Regions from separate parts of the Triticum aestivum genome. Here region 1 is linked to region 2. Evidence: chromatin contacts called from public Hi-C data. All regions are on one chromosome and are shown on one strand. The core of a region is the stretch at or near the end of the contact, and the rest is flanking DNA. Distances in the headings are between cores, read along the strand shown.

Evidence for each region. A called contact is a pair of places that touch in the nucleus more often than the background predicts.
Region 1: a contact with region 2 is called in a Hi-C map of leaf, with 2.3 times the contacts expected there. The contact joins the promoter of LOC123168369 here to the promoter of LOC123164646 in region 2. A contact is called at or near these places in 2 of 5 Hi-C or Micro-C datasets (both in leaf).

Annotation. Positions count from the first base shown.
Region 1 is chr7D:27,929,881-27,934,022 of IWGSC CS RefSeq v2.1, reverse strand. It overlaps LOC123168369 (peroxisomal membrane protein 11-5), which reads right to left and starts at 2,634. Exons shown (of 8, transcript XM_044586240.1): 1 at 2,415-2,634; 2 at 1,335-1,542; 3 at 1,151-1,225; 4 at 991-1,065; 5 at 771-851; 6 at 593-665; 7 at 336-511; 8 at 1-247. The coding sequence starts at 1,526. The coding sequence ends at 218.
Region 2 is chr7D:27,770,077-27,773,789 of IWGSC CS RefSeq v2.1, reverse strand. LOC123164646 (7-deoxyloganetin glucosyltransferase) reads left to right here and starts at 1,297. Exons shown (of 2, transcript XM_044582193.1): 1 at 1,297-2,041; 2 at 2,276-3,546. The coding sequence starts at 1,363. The coding sequence ends at 3,210.

The DNA of each region.
Region 1 (4,142 bases), core at 1,385-3,884, 160 kb before region 2:
TACATGATCAAGTCTAAGGCAAGGCAGATCAACCAGGCTATGAGATGGCCCTCGGCAATGCCAGCATGCACAGCAATAATCCTTGGTTATATCCTACGGGGACGGACAGTTCGGTCCAGATTTATTTCTTATCAGTATCAGCGACAACAAGGGGCGACAGCAACCGCCGTTTCACCAATCAATGCACCAGCTGCCTGGCCCGAGGTGGGCAGGCAGATCACTTGGATTTGGCTGGGGCTGGAAGCAACTGCCAAGGAAACAATAGTTCAGGTTCTCGAGTTTTCAGGTGGCTTGAACAAATGATAGGGAGGCTGGAGTTGGGATGAGATACCCACCTGGTAACAGGCGATGAGCGAGCTAGCGAACCCAAACGCACCCGTGACGCGAGGAGTGACCTTTTTTGGTGCCAGTTGCAGCAGCCCCACGGCGACGACTATGTCGAGGCTCGATTTGATGAGGGCGAGCAGCCTCTCGTTGGACTTCTTCAGCTTCATCCGATACTGCTCGTTCTAGCATCACCGGTGCAGTATATTGTGTTAGTGGAGGTAATTACAGGAGATGTGTCATGTCAAGCTCCTACGGTCGAAACCACTGTACAGCTCTTGGTGCTTGAGGTCCTTCTCTAACTTCTTCATCGATTTGGAAAGCCGCTGAAGCTCGGCTAGCTAGAATGAAGAACGGATCAGATGTTAATTTCAGGTAATATACAAAGATCTGGCACAAAACAGAATCAAATAGTTTTCAGATAGCCATGTAGAGAAGCAACAAACCTCGATGATAGTAGTACAGGTATTGGATCCGAGAAAGCAATAAAATGCTATCCTGCCAAGAAACTCTGCTCGCTCCTTGTTCTGCAGAAACAGTTGTATTGTTTTGCTTGTCACCATGTAGGTAACTAAATTTCTTGGATGAACTTTTGGAGGGATAAATAAGGTAAAACCATATAAGGAATTAAACATCTAACATGCTGATGTGAACAACAATTCAGACCTTGTATACTCCTGTTCTCCCAGCCCAAACAATTTGGTCCAGAAAGAGGAAAGTTGACAGCATCGCGTTCTTCGACTGAGGACAGAAAGCAAAATTAGAAAATTAGAATCCTGTCTTCAGCTGACTATGTTCCCACAATGTAACACCAGCAGCAGCATACCTTTCCAAGTAAGATCAGCGGAAGTGGAGTTCCTTTGGCAGGGGGGCTAATCAGAGCTTGGAGATCATTAACAAACTGCAAACCATCAATAGTGCATCAGTGACGCCATAGACCATGTCAAGATTAAAATACGATATCTTTTCCTATTTGCAAACTCTACTACACAAAATAATTCACACTCTACCTTAAACAGTCGGAAAACTTTCCGAGCTAGACTAGTTGATTTGTCGACATTCTGTGCAGGTCCTGGTTGTCCGTTGCTCAGGAACTTGGATCCATATTGTATAGCTCTACAGATCTTATCTCTTGCCTCAGCCTTGCTTAGGTACAAAACAACCAGGCCAAGATCTCCTCTGACGGTGTCCAGCGAGGCCATTTTGTAGCTTAACTAACTGCAGAAGTAAATGTTGTATCAAAAACTCAAATTTGTAACAGTGAACAGAGGAAGATTCTCATGACAGAAGCATAAAACAAGAACTTAAACCGAATAATAATGTGTATTCACCCAACAATAATCTCTAGTGCATACTGAATATTGAACTGGGTTTAACAACCAAAGGGTTCAGAGCCTCATCAGACACAACCAGTAATTACGGGATATATTAAGATTGCTCAAATGACTGTTTCTTGGTTCATACTTTTATTCAGGGATTCCATACGATTTACACTCGCACATGTTGTTCAGAGGAACACAAAGGTCAACCCGGTGACATCCAATTTCGATCTGGCTGCAGCAATTCAGCCAAATTCAGCGCGCTGCGAGGTCTGTCAGCAGCTAACAGCGAAGAACTACGCGACTAAAATCAGAACCGCCGACAGTAATACAGAGCACCTCCGACTCCGAGACGTCGTGAACAGAGTCCAAGAATTACTAGTGGATCGCGACAGGGGCGGATGGTGAGGTCAGTTCGGAACCGGGCCCTCACTGTATGGGCGACTAAAAGCCGATACATCGAAGAGAAATTTCCATGGCCGCCGATTGGGTGCGGAGGCAGCAGGGGCGCTGTATATGCCGCGACGAGGCCGAACCAGCACGGCGACGGCGGGCGAAGCTGCCTATGCTAAGCTACGGCACGGCGGCGGTGGACTTAGGGGGCAGATCCGGCGTCGCCCACCGGATCAGGCGAGAAGGACGGGGAGAAGGGGATCCCGGGAGAAAGCGGGCAGGAAGTTAGTTGGTCAGAGGCGCGGCGCCGAGCAGGGGAAGAGCTTGCAAAGAGTAAAAAGAAAATTTTGCCATGGGATTCCGGGTTGGTGCTCGTACCTGACTGCAGGGGATCGTCTCCGGCGGCGGCGGCGGCGGGGCGGCGGCCTCGATCGAATCGCCCTTCTGTGTAAGCTAGCTGGATCACGGCGATTTGGACAGAGATGTACAAATACAGGACGCCACGAGCAAGCGTAACAGGTCTCCGTTATAATGCCAGGCTGGTAATTGCTACACGCCCCCGCACGCGTACGGTACTGCTCCCTTCCCTGAAGAAAGAATACATAAATTTTGTTCAAAGTCAAACAATGCCAAGTTTGAGCAAATTTATAGAAAAAAATGGACGCTGATAACTGCCACACGTGTGGGCGTTAAGGGATCTGCCCACACATTCTGTGTGGTGCTTAAGAGGACCAGCCCACACGCCTGTGTGTGGGCAAAATAACTAGCGCCCACACGCCTGTTTTTCCCTCCCGGTCCCTCTTACACGCGTGCGTGTGGGCGAAATAGATAACACCCACACGCCCGGTACGTCAGGTCTCGTACCTCGTGGTCCCGCACGCCCCACGTGACACTTTACCACGCGCCCGCAGTTGCCATGGGTCGGACCCTCGTCCATGTTCGTTTAAGTGCAGTTGCCATGTCGCTGAACTACGGTTGCCATGTCGGACAACTACAATTGCCATGTTTGCTCAACTACAGTTGCCATCTCAGGTCAAAGTTCCAGATTGCAATTTTTTGGACAACTACAGCTGTTGCCATGTGTGGTCTGGTCTACTGCAGTTGCCATGATTTTAAAACTTTAGGAGTTGCCACCTACTAACACTAGGCAGTTGCCCATGTAGCACTACAAAAAAGGCATGGAAAAAAAACATGTTCGGGTAAAAAAGAGAGTTGTCATGTGCTCACAAGCACGCTAGGGCAGTTGCCATGTAAAAAGAAAGAGTTGCCATGCTTACGTGCACGCTAGGGAAGTTTGCCATGTACCATACAAAACATATGGCAACTGATATGTTTGGGTAAAAAAAAGAGAGAGTTGTCATCTGCTTGCAATCACACTAGGGCAGTTGCCATGTACACAGCAAAACGCATGGCAACTGGCAGCTTGGGTGTGGGAGAGGAGGCGGGCGTGTGGGAGAGATGGCAAACGCCCACACACCAGCCCTTGTACGTGACTGAAAACTGGTGTGTGGGCGAACTGCTAAACGCCCACACACCGGCCCCACCGTGTGGTAAAACGGATGTATGGGCGACCTCTCTCACACATCACACACGCGAGTTGTCCTACGTGGCATACAAAATCAGCTAATTTGTGCCAAGATTCGTGCAGAAGTTACTGAACAGTGATGGAGGCGTGTGGGTGAGTTGGCTAACGCCCACACGTGTGGGCGTTACACTTTTCGAAAAAAAATTACTCTCAAAAACCAGGCAGAAAAGGGATATATCATATTTGGAAATTTGGAGAGTACTGCGGCCTTTCAATATTATTTCTATAGATTTCAAGATGCAACACTACCAACGTTTTCCTCGGACCGGGTTGGAGATAAGGGATGAACAAGCTCTATCGTGGGTTGGGTGCGACATATGCCAAAGGATGGCTTATCATTGTGGGAGCGAGTAGAACGTCGCCGGTGCCTGGAAGCGGGATGAGGCGTAGACACGTACGCCGGCGAACTTTACCCAGGTTCGAGGCTCTCCGTGGAGATAACCACCTTAGTCCTGCTCTGCGGGGTCTCCGCATGTTCACTAAGGCACTAGTGGTACAATGGTGCTCCTTGAGCTGTTTGC
Region 2 (3,713 bases), core at 48-2,547:
TTCTAGTATGTTAGCTTGTAATTTACGTGCCCATAATATGCGCTTATGTAAATAAATGTTCGTCAAATTTTGTCCGTGGTTTACCTTATATTTTGATCAGAAGTGATTTACCTGCCCATAATATGCGATTGTGTATATAAATTTTCATCCAATTCTGCCCCTAATTTACCTTATATTTTGATCAGAAGTTTGGTAAGTAAATTAAAGTAAAATTGGTTCAAAAGGTAAGTAAATTAGTGTGATTTAATACTATACGGGGAAGGTTGGATGAAGGGGTGATGGAAAGAAAGGTGAAATGGGAACCTTACGTTCTTTTTAAGTAGTAGAGATAATAAGAAAATGTTCACGGTATACTACAAAAAGTTCACCATCCATTATAAAAATGTTCATCGTATATTTGAAATTATTCCGTGAATACAATAATGTTCATTGTGTGTCTTCAAATTTGTTCCGGGTTAAATATTATGAAAATGTTCGACGTGTATTCCAAAAAATTTCAACGTATGTTAAAAAGATTCAATGTGTAGTAAAAAATTCTCAACATATATATTCATATTTTATGAAAAAATTCACCGTATATTAAACATACTAATATAATAAAAAATGCTTTGTGTATTAATAAAATGGTCAACATATATTAAAAAATGTTCAACGGATATTAAAAAATGTTCAATGCATGTTTTTAAATAAAATAAAAACCAACCAAAAACCCAGCCCGATATAGTAAACTAGATGATACATTATGGGCCGCAGCAGGCAGAGTGGAGCTGAACGTACGCCGGTTATTGTGGTCCAATGAAAATGCAATACATGCCAACATATATAGAGCGAATCAACCTGTGGTTCGATGGTTGGAGAGACAGTGGTATTCTCAGCCCACCAGGGTTTACGGAGACGTTCCTGTCGACGACGAGATGCTTACGGTGACGATGATATGCCGGCTCAGTCTTTCGAAGGTGCTTATAGGGATAGGGTGTGCGTGCATACGTTCATAGATTGAGTGTATATGCGTATGTATGAGCGCTTGCGTCCGTACTGTGTTAAAAAAATAAAAAATATTAATAGAGCTTCCACAATAGGTTTGTGCGAGAGCAAGTAAAAATACTTCCTCCGTCCCAAAATAAGTGTGGTGCAACTTTGTGAGAGATGATATTTTTTACTTAAAAAAGGCCAGTTGTCTGAAGTTACCAAATGCGCCAAACTATTCGAGACAAACGGAAGGACGTGCGGATCACATGCATGGTCCCATGTCCTCCTCCCACAACAACAATAATTCATGAAGCCAACGGCAGAAGGCAGGCGGCTACTGAAGTCGAGATCGAGGCCGACTGATCCAGCAACCCGTGAGCACGCGGATTTTATATGCCATCGCGTCAGGAGCCCATGGGGCACAGCCGCATACGGCCAAACGCACAACACAGCGTTGAGGCTTGTAGCCTTGTGGGTGAGAGAGCTAGCCAGCTGAAGCAACAGCAAGGCGAAGCAAGCTCGCTAGCAAGGATGGGGTCCTTGCCGGCGGCGGGCGAGAGGCCGCACGCCGTGATGATGCCGTACCCGGCGCAGGGCCATGTGACGCCGATGCTGAAGCTGGCCAAGCTGCTCCACACCAGGGGCTTCCACATCACCTTCGTCAACAACGAGTTCAACCACCTCCGCCTGCTGGGCGCGCAGCAGTCGCAGGCCGCCGTGGACAGGCTCTGCAGCCTGCCGGGGTTCCGGTTCGCCACCATCGCCGACGGCCTTCCTCCGTCCGACCTCGAGGCCTCGCGGGACACCCCCGCCCTGATCTACTCCACCATGACCACCTGCCGTCCCAGGTTCAAGGAGCTCGTCGTCAAGCTCAACGAGGAGGCTGAGGCCTCCGGTGGCGCCGTGCCGCCTGTTACCTGCGTGGTGGCCGATAGCATCACGAGCTTCGCCATTAGCGTGGCGCGTGAGCTCGGCCTCCGCTGCGCCGTGCTCTGGACCGCCAGCGCCTGTGGTTTCATGGGCTACTACCACTACAAGGACCTACTCGATCGTGGAATCGTCCCTCTCAAAGGTATGTATGTATGTCTCTCTCTACATGCACGACAAAAAAAAGCTCTCTTCAACTACCAAGGTCTGTTCTTGTTTTTGTTGAAGTATGTACCAAGTCTAGCATGTCGTTGTGCACTCCTAAATCTGTTGCATCTGAAGAATTTAAATTAGACGCAGACATAGTACTTATTATAGAAAAATTCAATTGATGGCAACATTACATGCTAGTATAATTAATTTGTTGTTGGTGCAGAAGAGGCTCAGTTGAGCAATGGATACTTGGACACGATCATCGACTGGATCCCGGCGATGCCCAAGGACCTGCGGCTGCGTGACCTCCCGAGCTATTTGCGCACCACGGACCCCGATGACATCATGTTCAACTTCTTCATCCACGAGGTACCCGCCATGTCGCAGGCGTCGGCGGTGGTCATCAACACCTGGGACGAGCTCGACGCGCCCTTGCTTGATGCCATGTCCAAGCTCCTGCCGCCCATCTACACAGCGGGGCCACTCCATTTGACTGCTCGCAACAATGTGCCGGAGGAGAGCCCTATCTCCGGCATTGGGTCCAACCTGTGGAAGGAGCAGGATGCTCCCCTCCGGTGGCTCGACGGCCGCCCGCCGCGCTCCGTGGTGCACGTCAATTTCGGGAGCACCACGGTGATGTCCAAGGAGCATATGCTGGAGTTTGCGTGGGGGTTGGCCAACACTGGTTATGCCTTCCTATGGAACGTGCGGCCTGACCTCGTCAAGGGCGACGTCAAGGCCGCACTTCCGCCGGAGTTCTATGCGGCAACTGAGGGGCGGAGCATGCTGTCGACGTGGTGCCCGCAGCAGGAGGTGCTGGAGCACGAGGCCGTAGGGGTGTTCCTCACGCACTCTGGCTGGAACTCGTCACTGGAGGGCATCTGCGGCGGCGTGCCGATGGTGTGCTGGCCCTTCTTCGCGGAGCAGCAGACCAACTGCCGTTTCAAGTGTACGGAGTGGGGCATCGGTATGGAGATTGGGGATGACGTGAGGAGGACCGAGGTGGAGGCCATGATACGGGAGGCCATGGAGGGGGAGCAGGGGCGTGAGATGCGACGACGCGTGCTGGAGCTTCGCCAGAGTGCTGTGGCCTCTGCACGGCATGGCGGAAGGTCCATGCGCAATGTTGATAGGCTCATCAAGGAGGTGCTTCTGGCTTGAAACAAGCAAATTAAGCTGGTAAAAATAAATGGTTTGGCGAGTCTGAAGCGTTTATTAAGACGTAACCAACTCCTCTCCATTTGAAAGCTTAAGTCATGTTTTGAGTGATAGTTTACATGGATTACCAAGATTTGCTACAAAGACGATTGAAATACTTTGGACATTTGTAGCTTTATTCACATCTACTCCCTGGGTCCCATAATGCAAGATGTTTTTTGACACTAATGTAGTGTCAAAAAACGTGAGATGGAGGGAGTATGATTTACACTATAGGGATGTTATTATACGCCGAGTACCAGAAATAATCTGCAACACCCCAAACATACTTCGCTTTTACTCGGTGTTGGTTGACTCGACATCCTGCTTTCAAAAGCATTATACCGAAAGCATGAACCAGTTGTTTCTGAGCAGGAGTATGATTATGTGATGCCTGAGGACCAACCATGTAACTTTGGATAGAAAGATGGGTAGACCGGGGGCTCTGGAACTCATGAATCATGATC